7 separate regions of the Mus musculus genome follow, and regions 1, 2, 4, 5, 6 and 7 are each linked to region 3. A link is a contact called in public HiChIP or PLAC-seq and promoter capture Hi-C data. All regions are on one chromosome and are shown on one strand. Each heading gives the region's core, a stretch centred on a gene start, on an enhancer-like site or on the middle of the called end of the contact. The rest is flanking DNA. Distances are from core to core; before and after follow the strand shown. Region 1 holds the start of 4930529L06Rik (RIKEN cDNA 4930529L06 gene). Region 2 has its middle 4.2 kb from the start of Gm10789. Region 3 holds the start of Rwdd2b (RWD domain containing 2B). Region 4 holds the start of Sod1 (superoxide dismutase 1, soluble). Region 5 overlaps App (amyloid beta (A4) precursor protein). Region 6 holds the start of Atp5j (ATP synthase, H+ transporting, mitochondrial F0 complex, subunit F). Region 7 has its middle 15 kb from the start of Gm35714.

Region 1 (3,652 bases), core at 1,098-3,597, 2.8 Mb before region 3:
AATCAGCTGCTGCCTTTTTAATTAACCAAGGGTCAGCTGACTCACCATATCATCAGATACTCTGAGTCATGGATACAGAGTAATGGGTATGGCAGCCTACTGTTGCTATGAGACTTAAAAATCAGGTGCTGTTTAAAAGGCCCATATTCTAAACCGTGCGTTAGTACTAGGCAGCAAAATTACAAAGGCAGTTTCTCTCACTCAACATGCACATTGTAATGGAAGAATTTTCATGTGATAAGTAAATCTTTTCGGGCTACCAACATGGCTCATTACTTTTCAACCTCAAGCTACTTCAGAGACCCAGGTTCCCTCGATTAAAAGCACATAAAAGGCCTGAGTATACCTTAAATAATAAGGAGGCAGTCTCTCTTAGAACAAAGCGAGCTTCAATACTTTATCTCATTAATAATCTCTAGAAGCGGGAAATGGACCCAAAGTGCTTTCCCTCGGTTTCTGCAGCTAGAAAAGCATCCCAGCTTCGGGTTCCAGATCATTGCCTGAGCCCTGGCAGCAAGTCTCTGACCTGCCGGAAGACTGGTTAGGACATTGTGAGGATGTGATGGTTAGTTTCCGCCGTCGACTTGGCACAATCTGCCATCACCTAGGAACAAAGGCTCCGAAAGAAATTGTCTAGAACAGATTGACCTGTGGATGTGTCTATGCAAGTCTGGGGAGGGTGAGGGGAGATCTTCATTATGTTAATTGATGTGTGTGAACCCAGCATAAAAGTTGTTGGCGCCATTTTTCCTGGGATAGAGTCCTAGAGTGTATTTTATTTTAAAGCAAGGCAAAAGGAGGCATGCATTTGTTTCACCATGACTTTCCCAAGATGATGGGCTGTAACCTAAAGTCATGCAACCTCTGGCACTACTGGCGTAAAGTGGGACCTCTAAGGATGTAGGGCCCAAAGGATATAAGTTAATTAGGTCGTCATGGGAGTGGACGGAGTCCTTGATGGAAAAATGAGGACTCAGCTCTTTCCTCCCCATCTTTTCATTTCCTGGCTTTCATGAGGCAAAGGCTTTGTCTGCCAGGAGCTTCCAAGCGTGAGACATTGCAGCATCAGGACCAAGCACCAGGGACTGAGCTCCTTACAACCATGTGCCAAAATACTCCTTTTCTCTTTTTACTTGCTTACCTCAGGCATCTTTGCCACAGTGATGGGAACTTGCCAAACATGTGCATCAAGATCAGAACATGAACAAACACAACATGCCTCTTAGGGAAAGTGTCTGAAACCTCCAGCACCACTGGAAAGCAAGACTCGTGAGCTTGACATCAACGTCATCTTCAGCCAGAATCCTTGAGCCACAGCCACATCATCCGCTGCACCCCTGGGTACCCTGTGGGAGAACAATGCAGTGTGTACAATCAGGGATGGCAGAGCTAGTGCCTCCTGTTTTACTTTTGTTTATATTTCATTTTCTTCTAGTGTTTGAGATTATCATACAATTAGATCATTCTCCCTTTCTCTTTCTTCCCTTCAAATCCCCCCTATTTACCCCATCCTTGCTCTCTTACAAATTCCTGGCTTCTTTTTTCATTAATTGTTGTTACAAGCATATATGTATATACCTACATATTCCTAAATACTTAAATATAACCTGCTCGGTCTGTATAATGTTAACTCATACGTATGTTTTCAGGGCTCATCATTTGATATTGGATAGCTAATGTGTGCTCATCCCTGGGGAAACTATTTCTCCTCTTCTCAGCATCCCTTAGTGGCTTGGATTTCTTTGCATAGGGCTGTGCCTAAATGAGCTTTCCACCATCCATATTAGCATGTCTACTGTCACTGCCTCCATGTAACTCATGTTTAGGCAATCATGTTGGTGAGAGTTCATGGCTGTAGCTTCTAACATCCCTAGAGATACACCTCATATCTGGATTCCTGTTTCCCTGGCTCTTAACAGCCTCGTTACCCCATCTTCTTCCATGAGCCCTGAGCCTCAGGTGGAGGAGTTACACTGCAGCTGTATCAGTTAGGACTAGGCTCCATAACTTTGTATTTTGATTGGTTATGGTTTTCTGTAGTGGTCTCTATCTGTTGCAAAGATAAGTTTTCTTGCCAATGGGTGAGAGCTGCACTTATCTTTGTGTATAAGGACAAATATTTAGAAAATAGTTGGGGACTATACTGATTTAGCAAAGTGCCAGTTGTAGTAGGCTCTACTCCAAGATCTATGACTTCATTAGCCCTGAGTAGCGAAGCACCAGGAATGGTTTCCCTCTGGTAGAGTAGGTCTTAAGACCCATTGGAAAGTCATTGGTTACCACCACATTCTATGTGTGCCACTGTAGAATCTTTAGTTATTGTACCATCACAATTTGCCCTTGAAATAGTCATCTTCCTTCCTTAGCCCCTAAAGTGCTGGGATTAGAGGTTTGCACCACGTCTGGCTCCTAGCACTTTCATTGAGACAGGTATCCTTGTGTGTGTGTGTTACATAAAATAATTCAATACTTTCAATAACCTTGTAAGGTAAGGAATATTATTGCCCATATTTTAAAGAAAACATGTAACAAGAAATTAAATATTTTTGCTCAGAGTAAAACCAGCTAGACATTTATACTTCATGGTCTTACCTTTCATAATTTCCTAAAGGCAGATATTCTACTATCAAGAAACATATGATTCTCCTTTTAAAAAGTTTGGGAGGGGAGTGGTAAAAAGAATGTGAAAGGCCTCATTAAGGAAAAAAGTTAGGCTGAATGGAAAAGTGACAGGCTATAATAATGGAAGCTTTTTACCTGGCAAAGACTGGGGTACTGCCAGCATTAGACCCAAAGAGTGTGCCTAAATCTTATATCAAGTCTTTGAGCTTGATACCAGTCTTGGAAGGTGAAGCACGCTTTGAACATTTTGATCTCAGAGTTCTGAAGTTGTGCTGAAGATTGGAATAGACTTTTAGGTAGCTAGCTCAAGTCCCCAGAGGAAGAGCTGCATATCACCTCCCTGGAAAGAACAATGGCCTAACCAGTACAGATGATATATCTGGAACAGAGGCTTCTGAAACTACCACACACAGACACTCAAAGTGACCAGCCAGTGTGACTTTGCCCAGGACTGTTTTAAGTTAGCTCTACATTCCAGGAATCCCCTCTCTTGTCAAAACTGAAAGTTGGCCATGCTGGGGGCAGAGCTGGAGTTATCCTAGACATGTGTAGGCAACCAGTGCAGAAACAGAACCATGCCTCAGAAAAAGTCAGTGCTGCCTCTTCCAATATGTGACACAGAGGTGTCATTTCCCTCCCTCGGATACCTCATTTCTCTTTCTCTAGAACATGAGAGTAATGGTCTTTCTTGTCGTCTGTCCTTTTCTTTTTTCTGAGACTTAAATGAAAACTTAAGGAAAGTTCCTGGAAGTGTGGGAGGCTCATGGTAGTCCAACAGATATGGTCGATGTCCGGACTACATTCCAGGAATTAAAACATCAAACAGAAACTCAATAAGTAACTGTGTCTAGACACGGCTTTTGTTTTGTTTTCTGGGTTTTTTTTAAAGTGGGGAGCAGGGTGTATTCATGACCACGTGTATTTCGGTTTGCACAGAGTCAACTCACTCTCCAAAGTCTGTAACAATCCATGTTGACTCATGCTTGCTAGTGAGATGGTACATTGTAAAATTCCACTTATGAGTAAGTTC
Region 2 (3,632 bases), core at 862-3,361, 2.7 Mb after region 3:
GAAATCATGTCAGACCTATGGCACCATGCACGCATGCAGAGACAGGCCCAGGTGCAAGGAAGGTGCTCTCCCGGCTGGCACGCAGGGGGTCCTGGACTCAGAGCAAGCAAATGAACAAATAAACGATAAGGAATCCTTACAGCAATTAAATGAGGAAGATCCAGTGGAGGAATCAGCAATGAGCTGAGTGGATGTTTTTGGAGGAAAAAAAAAAAAAAACAAAACAAAACTCAATTAGCCACAGAGCACCAAGAGGACACTCTGCATTATCCCCAGAGAAATGCAAATCAAAGCCAAGGAGCAGCTACGGGACATAGAAGAAGACATTGAGGACAGAGAGAAACCTGAAATCTCAGGCCCTGTGGATAGGAAGGCAAGAGAGTGCAACCCTTCTGGAAATTCGCCTAAGCGTCCTCCAAAGAGGAAAACAGAACTGTCATATGGCCTGGCGACACCACTCTTAGGATGATCAGAAAACTTTAAAAAGCCAAACAAATGGTACACTACTGTCATGGCCACAACCACTCACAATGGCAGAAAGGTGAAAGTGACCCCAGTGGCCGTCAAAATACACAAAACTCACTGTAGCCAACCAATGGCATGTTATCCATCCATTAAAAAAAGAAGAGAGAGAGTGCCGGGCGGTGGTGACACATGCCTTTAATCCCAGCACTCGGGAGGCAGAGGCAGGTGGATTTCTGAGTTCAAGGCCAGCCTGGTCAACAAAGTGAGTGCCAGGACAGCCAGGGCTATACAGAGAAACCCTGTCTTGAAAAACCAAAAAAAAAGAGAGAGAGAGAGAGAGAGAGAGAGATGGACTACAGACACATGCTTCCAGAGGAAGGATGCTTAAGGGATGATATGCTGGGGCTCAGGAGACGGCTCAGTGAATAAAGTATTTGCAGGTTCCTGGCACTCACATAAAAGCCCACCTGTGACAGCTGGCCTATGATCCCAGTGCTCAAAGGATAGAAGAGACAAAGCAAAGGCTTCCCCAGGGCCGGAGGGCGGGCAGTCGGGCAGGTGGGCAGGTGGGCAGGCAGGCGGGCGGGCGGGCAGGCAGGCGGGCGGGCGGGTGGGCAGGCGGGCAGGCTAGCTGACTAACCAAAGCCTTGGTTATAAATAAAGCGGGAAGTGGTCAGGCAGACACTCAATGCCAATCTCCGGTCTCCCCACGAGAACTCATGCAGAGCTGAACACCCATGAGCCCACCCATACACGTGCAAACACAAAGGCACACGTAGGCATACGTGACACACAGATACAAACGCAAGAAAAACTAGGCTAAGCTGTCCACGGCGGCACGGATCTGTGATCCGAGCACCAGAGAGGCTGAGGTGAGTGTCGTAAGTTCAAAAGCAGCCTGTGCAATACAGCGCACGATCTGTGTGCCTGAAAAGGAACAGGAGCCAACCCCGGAGTCCCCAGAGACAACTCCCACTGGAAACCATCGCCTGGGGTGGGGGGCAGCCAGGGACACAATCCATCCAACCCCCGTGCTGCCGGTGGATGACAAAAGCCCAGAGCTGAGCCAGTGTGGTGGCACACATCAGGGAACTCCAGCACTTGGGAGGCTGAGTCAGGAAAATCTCAAGGAGAAGAAGGTCAGCCTAGGCTACAGAGCAAGAATGACTCAAAACAAACAAGCAAAGACAACCCACAGGGCTGGTAATACGGCAATAATACGGCATATCACAGAGAAGAGGTTGTGAGGTTTGAAAAATGACCTGCCAAGGCCAGGCCTGAGCCTGAGATCCCTCCCCACAGACCCTGGAGCCTTCCAGTAAGTAGGGGGACAGGAACAGCCTGCAAAGCACCCACCCTTCCCTCATGGCCGCTCAGACACCAGTTCAGATGAGCACATCTCCACCTCCTGCCCTCCTCCTCACCGACTCCATCTCCACAGCCCCCAGACCTCCACCGGGAACACTCCTAGACTGGGCCTCATCCTGACGACCTTCCACCTCCCTGGGCCGACCTGCCAGGTTGCTGGGCCTATTCTCACCTCCGCAGAGCTGACGCAGGAAATCTGGAGCAGGAGGCAGACTTGATCTGTGTTGACGAGGTTCAGAGCTCTAAGGAAGATGGGAGAGTGGCAGGGGAGATGGAAGTGGTCCCCAGGGGTGGCAGATTTCACAAAGGCAGCCTGTTTCTACAGGATATCCTGTCTTCCCCCACTGCGGCAGAAGTGCGTTTGGGGCTCCTAAGGAAATGCAACTGAAAGTCGTTAGCCTAGGAGACCCTCCGCTCCACGCCATGCCAGGCGTCAGGCGGGGGCTCAGGCCCGCTGCTGCAGCCTTGTAGCCCCTCCCTCACAAACTGTACACAGCAAGTCTCCTTAAACTAGCTCCAAGACCTCAGGCCCAAGGATTGTTCCAAACCAGACTGACCTGTAGATCCATGGATACAACCACACACACACACACACACACACACACACACACTGTCGGTTCCAACAATACAGACCCATGCCACATTTCATCTGTAAACAAGACACAATAAGAAATTCACTACATGGGGCGGGAGAAAAAAAAGAAAAGAAATTCACTACAGAGCCAGGAATAGTTGATTTTCAAGACAGGGTTTCTCTTTGTAGCCCTGGCTGTCTTGAAACGCACTGTGTAGACCAGGCTCACAGAGATCTATCTGTGTCTGCCTCCCAAGGGCTAGGACTAAAGGTGAGCACCTGGCTGACTGCTGACAGTGGTGGTGACAGAGGTTGAGAAGTGTATAGAAGGGGGAACTGTGCCTAATTATTAATGTCTTGTACACATTTACACAGGAACATTGTGAGTTCCGACACATCCAGGGTTTCAAAGTAAGAGTCCTAACTCAGAGAGAAAGAAGGGGCCAGGAAGAAATCACAGTAACTAAGACAATTGGTCCAAGGGTGTGGCTTAGTGGTAAAACTTAGCTTATGCAAAGCCTTGGGTTGGAATCCCATGACTTCAAAAACAAATAAATAGAATAGTCACAACCACATACTTTAATAAAAGCTATTTAAAAGGTAAGACTCATCCCCTTAAAAAAAAAAAAAAACACAATAATTTCCCAGGTATGACAGCACATACCGGAAATCCCAGCGTTCAGGAGTCTAAGGCAGGAGAATGGAGAGAACTGAGTTCAAGGACACCCTGGACAAGACAGAGATACTCCATCTCTAATGACTGTAGTAACACTGCGATTTGTTTCTAGATCTTTATACTTAATGTGTTTGGTCTATCATAAGCAAAGAGTAGCTGAAGTAAAACTGTAGCTAGAGGGACAGCGTGAGCCTCTGGATCATTGGTAAATCCATTCTCGAGGCGGCAGAAACTGGAACCGATACATGAAGGTTGTTTGGGGGAGGGGGTATCTTATTTTGTTTTATTCGAGCCCACCCCCCACCCTTCTTTTATTTCTACTTCCCAACTTAAAACGTTCCCAGCAGGAAACATCGGGCACCTTTCCCAATACCATTTCCCAATACCATACCTCAGTTATCCTAGGTTTCAAAACTGTTGGGATATCCCCCCACCCCCACCTCCCATCTCAATCTAAGTCCTCTTTACAGAAAGGTTGCAGCAGGACCCAGCCCCAAAAGACCTTGGCCTATTCTGAAACCAAGGCTCTGTTCAGCTGCCAGAGCCTCC
Region 3 (3,933 bases), core at 351-2,850:
CACATCAGAACACTACAGCTGCTGGCCAGGCATGGCGGCACAAGCCTTTAGTCCCAGCACTCGATTTAATTGAGGCATTGACTCAGGACACAGAGGCAGGAAGATGTGTGTGCAAGGCCAGTCTGGTCTATATTGAGTCTTCCATACCTGCTAGGGTTACACACTAAAGTTTAAAAAAAAAAATAGGAAGGGAAGAAAGAACTTAAGGAAGAAACTAGTTTAAGAAATATATGTAAACAAACAAATATTATAAAGCCGTTAAAATAAACACTGTGGGTGTTTGTTTGTTTGTTTGTTTGTTTTGGAGACAGGGTTTCTCTGTGTAGCCCTGGCTGTCCTGGAACTCATTCTGTAGACCAGGCTGGCCTCGAACTCAGAAATCCACCTGCCTCTGCCTCCCAAGTGCTGGGATTAAAGTGCTGCCTCCCACTGCTGGCTGCTAAAAGAAACATTGTTACTAATGTTCATGAATGGCTACCTTAAAACTGTAAAGGAAACAACAAAACATTGTTATAATTATCGGTTGTCACCTTTTTACAGAGTTTTGGATCACAGCCAGGGCCTGGTACCTGATCACACGTACATGAGAAAAGTCAGAAAAGGAATGTAGCAAGCAGTTGATAGTCAATTCAACAAAACTGAGAGATGGCTTCTGCGTCCTAGTTTATACACCTTCAGACTCTACACAAAAGATTCAGTCCCCATTTCTAAACTGGGAAGAATATGGCTGATGTGAAAACTGGGTAAGAATGTGTGGCCAGTCAGGCAGTGGTGGCACATGTCTTTAGTCCCAGCACTCAGATGGATCTCTGAGTTCAAGGGCAGCCTGGTCTACAGAGTGTATACCAGGACAACCAGGAAGGGATACACGGAGAAATCCTGTCTAGGAAGAACAAAAACAAAAACGTGTGGCATCAATGCTTAAAAAGATGGGTGGATTGCCAGCTGTAGTAGCACAGGTCCTTAATTCCAGTACTTGGGAGGCAGAGGTAGGGATTATCTCAGTGAGTCCGAGGTCAGCCTGGTCTACATAGTACACTGAAAGTTCTTTGCTAAAGTTACATGGCTTCAGTAAAATTTGCTTAGCTTTAGAGAAAATCTCATTGAGGTAGGGGCGGGTCATTCATGTTTCCGTGTGTACACATATACATACACACGCACAGAGATACACACACACACACACACACACACATGCCTTTGTCTCCGGAGAGCTGAGAGAAGCCACAGCCCCCATAGGATTATTTAAGGAGCTAAACCTAAACTCAGGTACCCAAGAGTTAACGCAGATACCCCGCACGCAGGCGCAGAATGTGGGCGGAGCCAGGAAACACCGAAGACGGTTCTGACCAATGGGCGGAAGTGCTGCTCCAGCGACCGCCCATTCGAGCCCCCATGGAAACATGGCCTTCATTCCGCTTAGCAAGGGCATCCAGTGCCACACTCACCCAGAGCTGGGGCTCCCGCACTGGCGACACCCCGGGGCCGGACGCGCTCGCAGCTCAGGTCTCACCCCAGAGAGAGAAAGGGAACGGCGCGATCTTTGAACCCTTCTTGCGGGAAGCCAGCGAGCGCTTTGCGGGCCGGCGCCTGCGCGTGAGGACGCAAGTCCCGGAAGCAGGAAGCTCCTCTCTTCTTGCTTAGCGTTCACGTCTGGAGCAGCGAAGGGGTGCTTTGACCCCCGCCGGTTGCTTTCTGGTCCTGGTTTTTATTCTTAATATTTCACCATCCCGGACTCATTGTCTTCCTGGGGACCGGGGCTGTGGCGGTGATACAGGACTGGCAAGGAATGCCAGCCAGCAGACAAAGAACAGATCCTCTTCTGCAGGTGGCAGGACTTTAATGCCTAATGCGTCTAGAAAAGAAGTATTTAATAGCTGACAGTCTTGTCATTCTCTTTTCTATACGTGACCCGTCCCTACAGAGAGAGAGAGAGAGAGAGAGAGAGAGAGAGAGAAATTCCAGGCTTAGGAAAGTGTTTGGTAGTTGCATTTTAACTAGGCTAGAAGTAAAACTCTGAGAGATTAAGTATGGTCTTAATCTCTTATTCCTACCTAACAACACTTTCCTAAGTAAGTGCTAGAGAAAAGCTCGGGGTCTCAAACAGGCCACCACTCCAACTGACGCCCCCGGGGACAAGGCAAACTTTAGTTGATCAAGTGGGCGCTCTCAGGAAAACGTGGACACAGATAGGAAATGCATTTGGTTTTGTTGGTGGTTGGCTGGTTGGATTTTTTTTATGAGGCAGTGTTTCCACGTGTAGCCTTGGCTATCCTGGAACTCTCCCTGTCGGTCAGGCTGGCCTCTGCCTCTGTCTCCACCGCCTACCAATGCATTTGGCTTTTATTTTAGCTCAGGTGGTGACTGCCTTTCCCCACTAGTTGGTGCCATACCTGGAAGTCTTAATTCAGTTTAGCTAGTCTGAAAATAATTGGTACATAGAACATGAAGGAGGGGGCGGTGGTGCACACTTTTTAATCCCAACGTGAGGGAGGCAGAGGCAGACTCAGGCACAACTCTGAGTTTGAGGCCATCCAGCCTGGTCTACAGAGTGAATTCCAGGATAGCTAGGATTACACCGGGAAAAAAAAGAGAAGGAAAGCGTTAGGGAAAAGGGTCACTGTTTTGAGGAGAGAAGGGTTACACTACTCTAGGTGATCAAATTACTGGGAAAGAGGGCTTTGCCATTTGTGTAAACAGGTTTAAACTGGAGGGCAGCGTCAAGCCTTAACGAGGTGGGAGAGAAAACTATTTGAATTCCTTGTTGGTTCTAAACACAAGTTTTATGTTATTTGCTAGGAGATGCATCTGATATTTCTTTCAGCAGGTTTGTTAATCATCAAATTAATGTGAAGCTTGCTGTTGTCCCTTCTTCAGGAGCCTTGCAGGCTGTGTTGAGTGGAGCCAACATAGGTCCACTGGAGCCATTGTTAACTGAGAATGTGGGCAGATATGGATTAGACAGTGGTGGAGATAATTCCAAATCCTGGGTTTCTAGAACCTTCCCTCTTGTGGCACTTCTTGTCTCTAAACCAGAGAGCAGTAAGACACTAAAATCGTGAGCAGGTAACTAATGTTAACCACCCTGGCTTTAAGTGGTCTTGGCTGGTAACCACGCTGGGAAGAGCTGTCAGTTTATCCCTGTTAATAAAAGGACAGAGAAAGGGGCTCCAGCATGAAAGTACTGCCTTATCCAACCATATACAATCCACTCTCTTTTCCTTATCCAACCATATACAATACACTCTTTTTTCATTTCTTTAAATCATTTTAGAAATGATTTATAAACACTTATTCATTGATAGTAGTACACACAACCTTTCAGAACTGGAAGAAAAAAAAAACCCATAAAGACAATATTTTATAGCAGCTCTCTAGCCCCATCGTGGATGTTTTGTGTTTTTGCCAATTCAATTACATAAGGACTTTTCCCTCCAGCTTTTTAAATGAAAGCTTTAAAGCAGATGTGAAGAGAGGAGCGTGCCTTGGCACACTCCCCAACATACTCCAGCCACACTCGGCCACGTCTGGATGTCCTGAAAAGCTGCAACTGCTCTCCAGTAGGAACTGCCATTTCCCTTCCTGCAAAGCACAGCAGGTTCCCTGTGGCCAAAACGTTGCTGTTTTGAAACAATAGGGTGAAGCACCCTGCCTCTATCTTAAGCTTAAAAGTTATCTTACATACAAAGAGTAAAGAAAAACTAGGCTCATTCCTGTTTATGATTATGTCTGTTTCTTCAGGATTGGCATGTGCCCCATCTGTCACCTTAACTGCAAATGGTTCTGTGCTGCCTATTATAGCATAACAACATTAACATAGTGTGATGAGTAGCAGTTGTTATGACAGCCTTGCAGCCTTGCCTTGGTTTCAGGAGGTTCTTGTGACCAACTTGCTCTGCTTCTGTTCTGTTTCTATAACCCAGCCTATTTGCCTGC
Region 4 (3,596 bases), core at 558-3,057, 2.8 Mb after region 3:
GAATTCCCTTCCTCTTATTGATACCCTTTCTTGTCTCTAGGGACCCCCCATATATCTTTCTAGACATTTCTGAGAACTCATGTAAATACATGCTGAGCCCCCTCTTTGTAGTTTGTAACCTTTGCTCATTCCATACCATTTTAACAAATATTTTCCTTGAAACACTATTTCTCACCCATTGCATGGAGGTATCACATAGGACTTTATCAGGCATCCTGTTCTCCAGTGTGTGGCTTAGAGCCAGTGGAATGCACGGCGTGTCCGAGAACCACTTCACACAGGGAAGAGAATACAGATTTTTACTCAGCAAGTAACACCAGCTGGGAATGGTGGGGCAGACAAGCAATCCTAGTTACTAGGGATGCTGAGGCAGGAGGATCTTAAATTCAAGTTTAGTCCCTATCTCAAAAATTAAAAAAGAACCCCTCTAACCCCAGCAACTGAGAGGCAGAGGCCAGGGAGATCTCTGTGAGTTCAAGGTCAGCCTGTCTGTTCTACACAATGAGTTCCATGAGAGCCAAAGGTACACAGTGTGATATTTTTAAAAAGGTATGTGTGTCTTTTTTTTTTTCAAATTTTTATTATTTTCTTCATTTACATTTCAAATGCTATCTGGGGAGTCCCCTATACCACGCCCCCCTGCTCCCCTCCCCACCCACTCCCACTTCTTGGCCCTGGCATTCCACTGTACTGAGGCATATAAATTTGCAAGACCAAGGGCCTCTCCTCCCAGTGATTGTCGAGTTGGCCATCTTCTGCTACATATGCAGCTAGAAACACGAGCTCCGGAGGTACTGGGTAGTTCATATTGTTGTTCCACCTATAGGGTTGTAGACCCCTTCAGCTCCTTGGGTACTTTCTCTAGCTCCTCCATTAGGGGCCCTGTGTTCCATCCAATAGATGACTGTGAACATCCACTTCTGTATTTGCCAGGCACTGGCAAAGCCTTACACGAGACAGCTATATCAGGGTCCTTTCAGCAAAATCTTGCTGGCATACGCAATAGTGTCTGCATTTGGTGGCTGATTATGGCACGGATCTCCAGGTGGGGCAGTCTCTGGATGGTCCATCCTTTTGTCTCAGCTCCAAACTGTGTCTCTGTAACTCCGTCCATGGGTATTTTGTTCGTTATTTTAAGGAGGAATGAAGTATCCACACGTTGGTCTTCCTTCCTCTTGATTTTCTTGTGTTTTGCGTGTGTGTGTGTGTGTGTGTGTGTGTGTGTGTGTCTTAACTGGCAGAGCACTTGTCTGTCATGCAGGGGGCGGGGTGGGGGGTGGGGACTGTCTAATCTCCAGCTCTAGTAACAAAAATAAAAGAAGTAAAAAATAAGTAAGAAACGGGGGTGTGTCTAGAGATAGAACATGGGCTTTACACATTTTAGACATCATGAGAAAATAAAGCTGGAAATGACACTGGGCATCCATCTTGGCGCATCTCAACTTTCACACTGCAACCGAGGCGCGCTGTGCAAAGTCAGTGACAATCCGCATTTCCAGACACAGTGGGTTCAGACCTTCCAGGCGCGCACGCGGGCCTCGTGTTCTCGGTTTCCGCGGCGACTCGGCCGACGTCACAGTTAGAAGACAATAGCGACTTTCCCCGCTCAGGCTCCTCGGGAACTTTCTCAGTCCGCACGCTCCAGGAGCCGGAGCTACCCTCCGCCCCGCCCCCAGCGTGCCCCGCGGCCAGGGAGCTCCACGAAGGGCGGGCGGAGGCCGCGGGTAGCGATTGGTTCCGTGCCAAGGTGGGCGTGGTCAGACTCAGGCCTATAAAAGCTCCGTGGCGCCAGGGCCTCGTTTTTTTGCGCGGTCCTTTCCTGCGGCGCCTTCCGTCCGTCGGCTTCTCGTCTTGCTCTCTCTGGTCCCTCCGGAGGAGGCCGCCGCGCGTCTCCCGGGGAAGCATGGCGATGAAAGCGGTGTGCGTGCTGAAGGGCGACGGTCCGGTGCAGGGAACCATCCACTTCGAGCAGAAGGCAAGGCCCGGGGCGCGGGGCGCAGGCCGCGGTGACGCGGCGCACCTGTGCGGGAGCACGCCACGCCCCCGCCACGGCCTGAGCCCGCTAAGTGCTGAGTCACCGTGGCCTGGGGCAGGGGCTGGGCGCCGGGAAGCGAGGCCCGGGGCGCCGCGGGGCCTTCCGGGCGGGCGGGGGCCTCCCCGCGCCCCGGAGCGGCTGGGCCTGCCCGGGAGAGCCGGCTTGGCATCCGTTATCCTTCTGGGGCTGCTGCTTTTCCGGTGTCCGTGTCCCACAGGCTCAGAGCCCCGTGGCCACCGGCTGCGATTGTTGTAAGAATATTTGAACCCGGTGGTGCCAGACCGGACTAAGGCCGCAGGACGCGTTTGCGGCACTTTAAAGCAAAGTCCTGGGCTGTTCTGTACTAGGTCAGGGTCGTGTCGCAAGGCGGAAAGAAAGAGATGGCCTTGGACAGCCGTCCCTTGCTTTGCACTCCAGAGAGAGACCCGGCTGTGGGTTTTTTCTACCACAGCGAGTTTCTGAGCACATTTTGGAAAAGTACATAGAGATATTTTCGAAAATACTGTGACCCTGCAAAAACACATGCGTCACAGGGAAGATGTGTGTGGTAAGGTTGTGTCCAGAGCCTTAGGGAGGTTACCGTTGTTGTATTCACCTTAATCCCGAGAGAATATTTGATAAATGAGCGTTATGTGCTCTCTGAAGTGGTGGACATACGTGTGAGAAGGCAGACACCATAGTGAATCCCAAGTGTTTGGTTTACGACGAGAACTGATAACGGCAATTTAGAGTTTTTCGTAACTAGCCTCGTTTCCAGCAGTTTCTTGGCATTGAAATGCGTTTTGTTGTTTTCCTGTGGAAGTTTTTTGTTTTTGTCTTTTTCTCCTCCCCACGTAATTCACTGTGAGAAAGACGAAGTTCGGCTGGGTCTTACCCCTGTGTGTGGGTTTCTGTCATCTTCCACCATGCCATGCCAGAGCAGCTCGCACTATTTTTGTGACGCTGCAAACTACACATCGCTGGTGCCCTTTGTACCCAATGAAACGATAGTTAAGCATTCCAGATTGGCAGTTGTAATCAAAGCTGGTTGATTTAACCTGTTGCCAACTTTTCAGAATCAGATTTTTCTACCCAAAGTTCATATTCCCTTATTCTGTTGCAAAAGTTGGACATTTAAAAAAAAAAAAACCTAAAAAATGATTGTCCTTGCTTGTTGGTCGGTTGCTCTTACATTTTCTCCCTATTGCTACACTTTCTGGAGCAGTACTAATTTGAATTTTGGGTGTTCTTTTCTTTTTTGTTAAGTGGCAAATTTTCTAGATTTGGATAGCTAATGAGATTTTTTTTTTAAGGTAGCTCTGGTTAGACCCAAATGGATCTCCACAGGCAGTAGGACAAAGGCATTTTCTGACCACTAAATAAAAATAGGGGAACTGATAAAATCACTGAATGTGGAGAACAGGGTTCTCGGCAGCCAGTGTTCTGTAAGAGTCAAGTCTGACAGTGCAGTAGCCATCTCTTCCCCAGGCCTGGCATTCAGTAGCCCCTGTTTGTTCCACCTGGTGCTTTCTAAATGCTGTTCAGTCCAGGTGCCTGCACACATGGCATCTGGCAGCAAGTG
Region 5 (3,451 bases), core at 91-2,590, 2.4 Mb before region 3:
GGGGAGCAGGGCAGGGGGAGGGTATAGGGGACTTCCGGGATAGCATTTGAAATGTAAATGAAGAAAATATCTAATAAAAAAACATCATTAAAAAAAAAAAGAAAAAAAAGTGAAACCCACTGAGGTTCCTGGGAGTGGCTGAAGTCACTATGCAGCTCAGAGGGTTCACAGACAGGCATGATCGAGCCCGACTCTTCATACACCAATTTCCCTCACTGTGATTTCAGCTCCCTGCAGGCTAACTGTGCCTGGGTGTGTGCAGAGGCGGTTGGTTCCAGGGTTCGCTATAGAGAGCAAACTCCAGTTTGCCCACCTCCCTTTTGTATATTTGTATATAGTTTGGAGTATCTAATGTCTACACTGTCCTTTTTCAGACTGTTTATATTACTGAAGATAATGCAAACATTAAAGGGAGTGGTTTTTCTTCCTGTATTGTTTGAGAAACGAGAAAAAAAAGCTTGTATATGCTCAGTACAGAGGCATTCATTTTTGACTCATGGTTGCTTGAATGCATAGATAAGGAGACTGAGGACTGACTGGGCTCCAGTCGATCCTCACACCGACAATTAAGATATTAAAAAAAAATCCCTACAGTTTTCATATCCATTTGACTCCTCAATTTGCAAGGTGACACCATTTCTTTTAATATTAGTTTTAGATTTACTTATTTTGTTTTGTGTATGCTGGGTATGTGTGTTAGTGTGTGTGTGTGTGTGTGTGTGTGTGTGTGTGTGTGTGTGTGTGTGGTGGGGGTCAGGTGTAATGCCCTTGACCATCTAAACTACAACACAAGGGAGTGATTCCTAGACAAAATTCCCCACGGATAGCATCTATTTGATATATCCCCCACCCCTGGCAGAATGCAGCTTATCTATACAACAATGGCAAGCAAAGATAACAGTGAAGACTTATGTAACTCACTGCCTTATCATTGAAAATTCTATTTGATTGAGAGCTAGTAATGCGGTCCCTTGAAATGGCTACGAGTTATGGGCTATGACAGCGTGAGTAATTTATGTATGAGTGAACTGTAAACCTATAAAGAAGGACTTTATAGGAAATTTTAATCTCCACGTGACAAGGCTTTCAAACTGCCATCTCCACTTAAAACATTTTTTTAATATAAAGTTTCCTTCATCTCTCTAATTTCAAACTAGCTAAAACTCTTAGTACATTCCACTCAAAACCTAAATAGCGGCCACCCCTACCAAGTCTGAGTTGGATGAACAGGAAAATAGAAGCGAGTGATCTTTCAACAGCACACTGGATTTTAAAGAGGTGTGTTCTTGAGCCTCTCTTCTTTTACGGCCAGTTCGAACACAGTTGCTGGAGAACACTATGAATGTCCTACGTGGACAGAAGGCAATAAAAATGTAATCTACGCTCTGTTTACTCTTCACCAGTCAAGCTACATTTCTTTTTTATGTCTATGAACTTGTACTGACATGGGACATTTTTTTTTATCAGATATGTGCGATGAATGTAGAAGAATGAATGTTAGCATAATTTTTATTCATAGCTATATTCCCTGCACTTAAATGCTATCTTTAGCCTGAATACGAACAACCACCAGGCAGAAAGACATAAAATGAGAGTAATAGTAACTGGAAGTCAGACTCGCTTAGCCGTAGGGTGTTGTTTCTTCTTAGTTTGCTGGAAGCTTCCTTGACTTCATTAGCAGTGGCTCACAAAGACATGAACAGTCATAACTACTCAATATTTAACAGATGAGTTCAGAACGCCAGTCTTCACTACCAGTCGTATCACAAAAACTCTGATAGTGAGCGCTGATGGATCCTTAACTTCTTAAAGCCTTAAAGATACAGCGAATGTAAATTTACCACAGCCTTCCAGAGCAACCTTTCCCAATTCACTCATATGCTGAGATTTAATCCTTCCGACCACATCTCTGATCCTGTAAGTAAATTACTGAATGTGGCCTGCTTACATTATCCTGCCGAGTCTCTCAAGAGGCATAGTGGTAGCATTCTCACACTCTGGGCTAATAAAAGTAACCTCTCTGTGTATTAAAGTAGACATGTTGCTGCTAGCTGCTTTCCATTTTATGTAGATGTATGCAAAGGCTAGAAGCCACTGTAAGGTGCCTTCCTCGGCCACTCCCTCTTTTATTTACCTGCTTGTTTGTTTTTGTTTTTGTTTGTTTTAAAGGCAGGTCTTTCACTAACTTGGAGCAAGCCCATTGGCTAGTCTGGCTTCACCATTCTACCCTAGCACCAGGGTTCCAGACTCCTCCTGTGTTGCAGTCCCCGCATTCGAATGCTGGGGGTTCAAATTTTCAAATTCAGGTCCTCATGCTTGCATAGCAGGTACATCACCAACAGAGGCCTCTCCTAGGACGCTGGCTGCCATGGCAACCACACAGTCATGACTACCTACTAATTTACTATCTGTGGTTGCAGCAGTGTGTAGATAGGATAGTGACTCTACGGCCTGACAGAAAAGCACGCCCAATCCCTTTAATAAAATGGATGCACTTCCATGCCTTTATCAAGTAGCTGATGGAAGGAGTACATATCTGTGCAAGAATTATTTAAACAACAATAATAATAATTATTATTATTATTTTGAAATAGGTCCCATTATATAGCTCTGACTAGCCTGGAAGTAACTCTGGAGCCCAGCTTGGCCTCAGCCTTGCAGAAATCCATTAGCTTCTTCCTCTTGAGTTCTGGGGTTAAAGAAGTGCGCCAACCATGCCTAGCCAAATAATTGTTTTTACTATAGTTTGGCAGTCTAAGAGAATAGCATAGTTCCATTATTAGTATTCCATGATGTGCTAACAAATTGATGGCTATTATTTCACAGCTAGAAGAACAAATGAAGAATAATTTAAAACAATAGCCCAAAACTAGCCAAGGACAATGGCTGAGGGTAACACTGGTAGACCCTATTCATGTTGGCATGAGTCAGCTACTGTTTGCAAATCATAACCTTCTGATACAAAAAACTACTTCGGGACTACTGGATCACACAATGTGTGGACAAAGCCATCTCTTCCCCTGTTTTAACCATGTATGGGGCCATATCTCCCCCTGATATGCTGTAATCATGGACCTAAGACCAGAAACACAATGCCAAGATAGAGGTAAACAAGAAGCAAGGGTCTCCAGCATCTCTACAGATAGCCAGGTTAATGGAAACCAGGATGAAACAAACGGGGAAGTGGGGAGGGGTATGCGGGTAAACCATGATTAACAGAGCTTGCTGGTCTACCTTCTGTATCCACCGTAGCTTACAATACATTAGAAAAAAACACTGAGACATCTGATCTTGTAGTCAAAGAACAACAGCATCTGGGATCTAGGAAGTTGGTCTAACAGGGTCATAAACATCTGCGGCTTCAGGCATCCTTATACTTTAACAGGATCTCCCATCTGTGACCCACAAATCTATATATGAACGTAGTTCCACTCTCAGTCAGGTCAGGGGT
Region 6 (3,695 bases), core at 557-3,056, 2.6 Mb before region 3:
ATGGTTATTAAACATATGTGAAGGGAGAGAGTGTATAATTTTCGCTACAAGGGCACAATTCCTGTCTGAAGATAATTTTGGCTGTCCTGAATAAGTTGAATGAAGGTGGCCTATAGTGGGTAAAGTTCGGGCACACTGCTATACTCCCTACAACATGAAAGATAGCAATCTTCCCTATTCTCATTTTGAAGAGTTATCTAAAGTGTCAATAGTACCAACTTCAACAAACCTGGTATAACATTTAGTACTGCTGAAAAAAAAATCAAATAAGCACGAGTTTTCATTCACCGATCCCGATAAAAATAAAACATTTGAGGAAATCAATGCCATTCATACTCTACCAGAGAATTATACAGGCGAAAGAGCTACAGGCAAGTAGACAAGACTTTATAATAAGAACACCACACTTGATTCATCCTGGAAATCTAGGAACACACTTAAGACATAATTAGTAAGGTATCAAGAATTCTTTAGCCCTAAAAATACTGTAAAATACTTCCATATTGTCCACTTAGGAAATACTCTCTAAGTGTTAGGGGAAGGTGCTTCTTTCAGTCTTGCTTATAGGTGATTAAAAAAAATATGTCTAAAGAAGGTTGTTTACCTAACATTCCACAGTCAACCTGCTCCCAATCTAACTGCCAAGACGGTCATTTCTTCTACAAGACAGGGAAAATACATTTTCACTTTCAATAACGCACCATCCCAAACAATGATTTCCAATCCCCACGTCTAATTTAGCGTACTCTCTGAACCCCAAACATACATGTATACTCACCTCCTAAGTCCTACTCAATCGTTCTAACAGTGACCACATTCTCTCTTACCAAAACTACTTGTTGTTTCTCCTTCACTGCCTTTCACTTTTTCAGATTAAATAGAGAATGCGATCTGTTCATGATCACACGGAAGACAAATGGCATCCTAAGTGTAGAACACCATTTGGGACAAATTCCGTACTGAATTAATATCCTGCACTAGCTTGCTGCTTGTTAGAGGTCTGATAGTAACAATATTGGGGAAAGCATGGTGGGGGTGGGGGTGGGGTAATCAAAGTTCAAACCCAGAGGTGTAGCTTTGGGAAGGCGCACGGCTCTCCTATTTATAGCGGTTGACTGACCAGCCTAGCCGAAGGCTAGTCCCTTTGCTGCTCGTGAGTATCTAATCATAAAGTCAATCGACAAAGCATGACTTCTAGATTGGATATAAAACTTTTAGGATATCACCATCGCCCTTTCCTGTCTTAGGAGGCTCGATCGCCGCCTGCATTATTCACAAGCCTGTGGCGCGCCGTGACCTTGGGCTGCCCCAGGCGGGCTGCAGGCTCACCACCCCGTCTTTTCTGCTTTTCGAGTCGGCCCGCTCTGCTCCCAGGAGAGCATTCACGGTCTTATTTAGTGAGCGTAAGGCAAATCTGAATACCCAGCAGGGCCGAGGTCACCTGTGACCCCAGGCCAGGCCAGGACGGTGCCAAGGACACGGGGCTGCGCTCTACTCCCAGGGCAAAGGTGACGGGCAGCCCTCTCTCCTCGTGAAGAAACCCAGAAGCTCAGTCCCAGGAGGCCGAGCTAGCCCAGTTACCCTCCCAGTCACCTTGCACTGAGTCCCGAGCTGCCAGAGTCACCGCCGCCGCCACCGTTCTACTTCCGGCCCTGGCTCCGCCTACACACGCCTACCCGCCATCGCAAGGCACTATGGGCCGCGGCTTCAGTCGTTCGACGCTCACCGGACAGGAAGCGCCTCGAAGGGAGTCTGCGACCGGACGCCTCTAGGTGAGACAGAAGCCAAACAGGAGGAGGAAGTGGAGGGTAAGTGCTTCCGGGTCCCTCAGCTAAGACTCCGCCATCTTTCCTACACTTTAACTTCACCCCCTTTTCCCTCTTGGAGACACTGCACTGTACGCATGCGTATTCTGGCCTGTCCCCTAGTTCAAGCTCCCTTCGGAGTCAGCGTCCCGATCCTTGGGGTTGGGGAGGTGGATGTAGGGTGGGGGTACAAAGGAGCGCGTAAAAACCAAAACCAAAACAAAACAAAAAACCAAAGCGGCTGGGGGGCGTTTGTGCCTCGTGAGCCCCGTCGTCGCGGGCGTTTCGGGCCGCGCAGCCTGCTGGGAGTTGTAGTTCCAGGCCCGGGGGTGCCTGGGAGGCGGGAGAGGGGCTGGGGTTCCTTAGCGCCGATTCCACGGGAAGGGCCCCGGGACCTTACCCTGCTACTCGCGGGAGCGGCGCGGCTCGCCCGGAGAGGCGCTGTACCTGGAGCCCGCGCCGCCGCCGTTCCCAGCCGGCTGTGGAAGCGCGGGCTAGGGCCACGGGACGAATTCCGGAGCTGGTGAGTTGCGGACGCGGGCTGGCGGGGAGCGCGGGCCCGCGCGGGCGGCCTGGTTCCGGGGCTTGTCCCCCCCCGCGGCCGCCTCTGTGTTTTGTTTCCGCTGGGTCCCCGGCGCTGCGACTCCCATTTCCGTTCGTGGAGACTTGAGGGAGCCTGGTGGGGAGGGGCGGGAGAGGCTGTGCGGGAAGCCGAGGGGAGGGGCGCGGGGAGCGGCGTGGCCCGGGCCGCGTTGCGGGACGCGGCGGAGTCGCCCGTCGCACGGGCGCGGTCCAGGCTCGGCGCGCTGGCCGAGCGCACAGCCCCGGGCGCTCCCGGGTCTCTCGGGAAGATGCCAGACCTGTCTGTCACCCGAGTCAGCCATCCCCGCACTAGCAGTACCGATTGCCCTTCTGGAACTGTCCTAGAGTCGCATCGGTGCAATCGTTCTAATGCATAGGATGACTTTCTGCGTCTTTCCCGAAGATGTCAGTGAAAGTTACTGTACCTTGCCAACTTCCCCCACTCCTCCCCCCGACCTTTTTTGGGGGTTGGTGTAGTGCAGTGAACACAACGATGGAGTTTAGGGGATTCCACCCTTAGGGTCCACAGCATAGAGAATGGTGCCAGCGCATCGTTTCACGATGACAAACAGTCATTTGAAACTAAATCCTTAGGTAGGCCAGTGAGATGGTTCGACAGGTAAAGGCACTTGCTGCCGAGCCAGACTGTTCAGCCTCTGGAATCCAGATGGAAGGAGGAGAGAACTGTCTGCTCTCTGACCTCCACAAGTGCGCATGCGCACCTTATAAGTGGTGTCTGGGTACGTGTAAGTTTGTGTTGGGTGTCACTTTCTAGCCTGGCTGACCTTGAACTTGCTATGTAGATTAGACCGGCCTAGAGTTTAGAGGCCTATCTGCCTCTATTTTCTGAGCGCCGGCATTAAAGGTGTGCACTACCTTGCCTAGCAAAATAAGTGCATTTTTTAATTGGTTATTTTATTTATTTACATTTCAAATGTTGACCCCTTTCTTGGCCTCCCCACCTCAATTTTTTTAAAACAGGTAGATTGAGCTAATGACAGGACTGACTGCTGGCAAGAGGAAAACATTTATATAGATCCCCCTCACATTCTTAGGTACCCCATGCCACTAAACACTGGCCATTTTTTTAGCACTTCTTTTTTCTTTCTTTTGTATTTGTATTACTACCTGGATGCCAACTGGATTTACGTCCATTTTATCTTTGCTACAAGTACAGACGCGTAACTTGGGGATACATAGTCGTGACTGAGTCAGTTCAGTAAGTACTGAGTGCGGTAGTAAGGTTGAGGAGCCCAGGGGGGCCAAGTACTGGATTCATCTGAGTCTCTGGCAACTGTACAACAAACC
Region 7 (3,982 bases), core at 127-2,626, 2.7 Mb after region 3:
GGGAGGAGTGACTGTCTCCATTGTGTCTTAGTGGATTCTGAAGGACCGATCAGCGAGTCTGGGCTCAAGACAACAGTGAAACCTTGCTGCCACCTGCTGGCCACTTAAGCCATCGTTCTGGGACCTTTGATGATCAGGAGCTAGCTTTTCTGGTATTTTGGATAGCTCATCTTTTCTCAGCACTTTTATGCTTGGCAGTTTATCTGAGCATTCTGGGTACCTGTCAATAAGAAGATGTGATTTCTTATGTCAAATCTGTATTATCATATTTGGTCTATAATCCTGGGAAAACCCAATAAAACCTGCTTTCATAAGGCAGTGGTTGAAGAAGGTGAGTATATACAAGTGTATTCCTGAAGTTCTAATGCCAGTGCATTCACCAACTGGGTGGCTTTGCCAAATTACTTCACTGTTCATAGCCTCCCTGTTCTCTGATTTAAAACAGAGCTGATCACCAGGTCTGCAGACACCAGGGACAACCTTTCAAACAGAAGGGAGGTGCTTGCTCAGTTGACTCTGTCCCCTGCCCATGAAGCTGTTCTCAGCTCCTGGGGATCCACCATCCATCTGGCAAGGGGGACACTGTGCCCCAAGGTACTCAGAGGCACTCCTGAGGAGCTGCCGGATTCCTGTCATTTCCCACAGTCCTTTGCTGATCCTCATATCCTCTCATCTTGATCACACTCTGAGGATGGGAGTCACCCCTGTTCATTGTATGCATGAATGTCTGTGTGTGTCAGAGAGAGAGAGAGAGAGAGAGAGAGAGAGAGAGAGAGAGAGAGAGAGAGAGATCGTCACTCAGTTTCTCTCTCCTGAACCCACACGTCATCCCTTTAAGGACACTAGTGTGTGAACATTATACTTGCTAAGTATATGACATAAAATCTGAAGGGTCCTTTTCAATGGTGCCTAAATGAACAGAAAGTGTTACCCTCCTAATGTCTGCTAGCTTAGCTTGCCACCCCACACACTTTGCTAAGCTTTGCTCCCAAACTATAGGTTTTGAGAAGAAAATTACTAACAGCCGAGCTTGCCCAGCAAGGCCATGCCTCTAAGCATTAAAATAAAAAGGATGTAAGACATAGAGATGTAATAAGACATTGATTGATTATTACAAATAAGAGAGAGAGAGAAAGGGAAGGAAGACTGGGACTTAGATGGCGTGTAGGCAGGCTGTGTCCTCCTGATTATGGTAAGAGGAAATGGAGGAAGGGTCACGGGGTCAGAGTTCACAGACTGTTCGCTCCACTCAGTCTGTGTCCACCCGCCTCGGGGCCTTGCAGCCTCATAAAACGAGTGGCCTCGCTCCTGCTCTACTGCTCTTATGGATCGTGGTGACATGGGTGGGAATTTCCCAACAGGCTCAGTTGATGGCGCTGTTTGGTAGGTCAAGTGTGGCCTTGCTTAGCCTGGAGAATACACAGACCCACCCACTTCCGATCTGCTCCCTTTAATTCTGTTTGCCACCAGGGATAAGAACTCTGAGCTTCTGCTCGCGCTTCCATGCCTACTATTGGCTGCTGCACCTCGATGCCGTGATGGACTCACACTCACACACACACACCCGAACCACAATCCAAAATAAGCTCCTTCCTCTATAAACTGCTTCTGGTGGGTCATGGTGCTTTATCCTAGCAAGGGAACAGTATCTAATATGTCAGGGTCATTTGCTTCTCACGTGGTTTTTTTTTTTTAAAGATTTATTTATTTATTTATTTTTTTGTCTATTTATTTAATGTATGCGGGTACACTGTCACTGTTTTCAGACACCAGAAGACAGCATCGGATGCCCATTACAGATGGTTGTGAGCCACCTTGCGGTTGCTGGGAATTGAACGCTCCAGCCCCTCTCACACAGTTGTTTCCAGGTTAGCAAACGCGGATGATAACCTACTTGAACTTGTTAGCAAGGCTTCCAAAGACATCTATTCTCAGGAACTTGGTCTTCTGTAAAGCATGTGAAATACAAATCAAAACAGCTAGCTCCTGGCCGGGCAGTGGTGGCGCATGCCTTTAATCCCAGCACTTGGGAAGCAGAGGCAGGTGGATTTCTGAGTTCGAGGCCAGCCTGGTCTACAGAGGGAGTTCCAGGACAGCCAAGGCTATACAGAGAAACCCTGTCTTGAAAACAAAACAAAACAACAACAACAAACTCAGCTAGCTCCCATTAATAAGGTATACATCCTAAGAGACTTTTTTTTCTATATATAAACATACGTGATAGTTTTACATGTAAACTAGGCACAGTAAGAGATTAACAAGATCCAAAAATAAAATAATTGTCACAATACACTGCAACAAAAATTATGTTATAAGAAAAATAAGATATGAGGTTATCTTTTAGGAATTTCCAATTAATATTTTCAAGCTTCAGATGACTGGAGTAATTGAAAACCAGAAAGTTAAAGCTTGGATGTGGAGACGACTACTGTCCATCACTGGGAGGACTACTGTCCATCACTGGGAGGACTACTGTCCATCACTGGGAGGGCCACTATCCATTATTGGGAGGGCCACTGTCCATCACTGAGAGGATCACTGTCCATTACTGGGAGGATCACTGTCCATCACTGGGGGATCACTGCCCATCACTGGGAAGATCACTGTCCATCACTGGGAGGATCACTGTCCATCACTGGGGGATCACTGCCCATCACTGGGAGGACCACTGTCCATCACTGGGAGGATCACTATCCATTACTGGGAGGATCACTGTCCATCACTGGGGGAATCACTGCCCATCACTGGGAGGATCATTGTCCATCACTGGGAGGACCACTGTCCATCACTGGGAGGATCACTATCCATTACTGGGAGGATCACTGTCCATCACTGGGGGATCACTGCCCATCACTGGGAGGATCATTGTCCATCAGTGGGAGGACCACTGTCCATCACTGGGAGGATCACTGTCCATTACTGGGAGGATCACTGTCCATCACTGGGGGATCACTGCCCATCACTGGGAGGATCACTGTCCATCACTGGGAGGACCACTGTCCATCACTGGGAGGATCACTATCCATTACTGGGAGGATCACTGTCCATCACTGGGGGATCACTGCCCATCACTGGGAGGATCATTGTCCATCACTGGGAGGACCACTGTCCATCACTGGGAGGATCACTGTCCATTACTGGGAGGATCACTGTCCATCACTGGGAGGATCACTGTCCATCACTGGGAGGGCTACTGTCCATCACTGGTAGCTTTTCCGCATGCCTCTCCTTACCTTTCTGTCACCGTGCTTTGTTCCATAAGGGCTGACCTCCATGAGTGTTTTCTGAGTCCTTTCCCTTGGGCTTCTCTGGGTTTGCCTAGTGAGAGGCAGTGAGAAGAAACCCGAGGAGGCAGGAGAGAGGTCAGTGTTTCTTTCCAGTGGCAGGGTCTGAGTCTTTCTCCTGGTTCCAGCAGGCAGGTCACACCCCTTCCTCCCCTGGCTGCCATGGTTTCTGGAGGCCTGCATCCATTAGCCTTGACCAGCTTTATGACTTCTTTGCAGAATTCAATCTGATGCCACCTTCACCATCTTGCTTGGACACTTTATCCTGTAGACCAACCAGAATTGTGATCACGCAAGGACAGTTCTGCCCATGGGCAAAGATTAGGAAGGGCCACAGACGTGTGCTCTAATTCCTCTGTCTTTGACTAATTGTTAATATTGCAAGCATGGGCAAATGAAGAAATTTAAGAGTGGGTCTGGAAAGAACCCGAGTTCCTTGCAGGCATTCTGTTCCTGTCTCCATCTGCCAGGCGCATGGGGAACACAGGCTTCAAGGTGAGTCTGCGGAGGAAATCAGCTAAGAGGATGCATTCAACCAGGACAGGGGCAACGTAGGATGAGCTGGACTGAGTGAGAGGTCCTGGCTTCAAGCTACCCAGAGTGCTTGTAGTCTAGGAAATGTGGCCAGGCGGATTCCCTCATAGGATCAGTAAACGCCTCATGTCCAGTCTTCCCACACTCACTGTGATTGAGAGCTG

The links. Promoter capture Hi-C pulls out the DNA fragments that hold promoters and counts their contacts. HiChIP or PLAC-seq counts read pairs in DNA pulled down with a chosen protein or histone mark.
Region 1: a promoter capture Hi-C map of liver shows a contact between it and region 3, with 7 times the contacts expected there. The contact joins the promoter of 4930529L06Rik here to the promoter of Rwdd2b in region 3. A contact is called at or near these places in 3 of 39 promoter capture datasets (the 3T3-L1 cell line and liver).
Region 2: a contact with region 3 is called in a promoter capture Hi-C map of pre-B cells. The contact joins the enhancer-like site here to the promoter of Rwdd2b in region 3. A contact is called at or near these places in 9 of 39 promoter capture datasets (cranial neural crest, frontonasal cranial neural crest, hippocampal neurons and 6 more), 2 of 484 Hi-C or Micro-C datasets (embryonic stem cells and pre-B cells), 2 of 115 datasets of contacts at active chromatin or transcription factors (astrocytes and large pre-B cells) and 1 of 9 other capture datasets (embryonic stem cells).
Region 4: a contact with region 3 is called in a promoter capture Hi-C map of hematopoietic stem and progenitor cells, with 6 times the contacts expected there. The contact joins the promoter of Sod1 here to the promoter of Rwdd2b in region 3. A contact is called at or near these places in 8 of 39 promoter capture datasets (the C10 cell line, hematopoietic stem and progenitor cells, hippocampal neurons and 4 more), 1 of 484 Hi-C or Micro-C datasets (CD4 T cells) and 3 of 115 datasets of contacts at active chromatin or transcription factors (astrocytes, embryonic stem cells and epiblast stem cells).
Region 5: an H3K27ac HiChIP or PLAC-seq map of extraembryonic endoderm stem cells shows a contact between it and region 3, with 8 times the contacts expected there. The contact joins the enhancer-like site here to the promoter of Rwdd2b in region 3. A contact is called at or near these places in 5 of 39 promoter capture datasets (the 3T3-L1 cell line, cranial neural crest, hippocampal neurons and 1 more) and 2 of 115 datasets of contacts at active chromatin or transcription factors (astrocytes and extraembryonic endoderm stem cells).
Region 6: a promoter capture Hi-C map of embryonic stem cells shows a contact between it and region 3, with 9 times the contacts expected there. The contact joins the promoter of Atp5j here to the promoter of Rwdd2b in region 3. A contact is called at or near these places in 21 of 39 promoter capture datasets (the 3T3-L1 cell line, 3T3-L1-derived adipocytes, the C10 cell line and 13 more), 10 of 484 Hi-C or Micro-C datasets (B cells, CD4 T cells, LSK cells and 6 more), 15 of 115 datasets of contacts at active chromatin or transcription factors (astrocytes, embryonic brain, embryonic stem cells and 8 more) and 4 of 9 other capture datasets (adipose tissue, embryonic stem cells, liver and 1 more).
Region 7: a contact with region 3 is called in a promoter capture Hi-C map of liver, with 5 times the contacts expected there. The contact joins the enhancer-like site here to the promoter of Rwdd2b in region 3. A contact is called at or near these places in 6 of 39 promoter capture datasets (cranial neural crest, hippocampal neurons, liver and 2 more) and 2 of 115 datasets of contacts at active chromatin or transcription factors (astrocytes and large pre-B cells).

Annotation. Positions count from the first base shown.
Region 1 is chr16:84,677,442-84,681,093 of GRCm38.p6, forward strand. It overlaps 4930529L06Rik (RIKEN cDNA 4930529L06 gene), which reads left to right and starts at 2,348. Exons shown (of 3, transcript NR_040537.1): 1 at 2,348-2,430.
Region 2 is chr16:90,136,195-90,139,826 of GRCm38.p6, forward strand. It overlaps a transcript of Tiam1 not described here. Among named protein-coding and RNA genes, the nearest start is that of Gm10789, 4.2 kb to the right of the region's middle. Within about 2 kb of position 2,112, at least 48 of the 459 cell types and tissues checked have an H3K27ac peak or open chromatin away from gene starts, as enhancers often do. A contact at or near this core is called in neutrophils, pre-B cells and stem cell-derived epiblast-like cells, where this site is marked.
Region 3 is chr16:87,438,992-87,442,924 of GRCm38.p6, forward strand. It overlaps Rwdd2b (RWD domain containing 2B), which reads right to left and starts at 1,601. Exons shown (of 5, transcript NM_016924.2): 1 at 1,446-1,601.
Region 4 is chr16:90,218,955-90,222,550 of GRCm38.p6, forward strand. Sod1 (superoxide dismutase 1, soluble) reads left to right here and starts at 1,808. Exons shown (of 5, transcript NM_011434.2): 1 at 1,808-1,975. The coding sequence starts at 1,904.
Region 5 is chr16:85,033,636-85,037,086 of GRCm38.p6, forward strand. All of the region lies in intron 8 of App (amyloid beta (A4) precursor protein), which reads right to left. Among named protein-coding and RNA genes, the nearest start is that of Gm10791, 63 kb to the left of the region's middle. Within about 2 kb of position 1,341, at least 5 of the 459 cell types and tissues checked have an H3K27ac peak or open chromatin away from gene starts, as enhancers often do. A contact at or near this core is called in extraembryonic endoderm stem cells, where this site is marked.
Region 6 is chr16:84,833,216-84,836,910 of GRCm38.p6, forward strand. Atp5j (ATP synthase, H+ transporting, mitochondrial F0 complex, subunit F) reads right to left here and starts at 1,807. Exons shown (of 4, transcript NM_001302214.1): 1 at 1,594-1,807. It overlaps Gabpa (GA repeat binding protein, alpha), which reads left to right and starts at 1,909. Exons shown (of 10, transcript NM_008065.2): 1 at 1,909-2,328.
Region 7 is chr16:90,186,320-90,190,301 of GRCm38.p6, forward strand. No RefSeq gene overlaps it. Among named protein-coding and RNA genes, the nearest start is that of Gm35714, 15 kb to the right of the region's middle. Within about 2 kb of position 1,377, at least 11 of the 459 cell types and tissues checked have an H3K27ac peak or open chromatin away from gene starts, as enhancers often do. A contact at or near this core is called in liver, where this site is marked.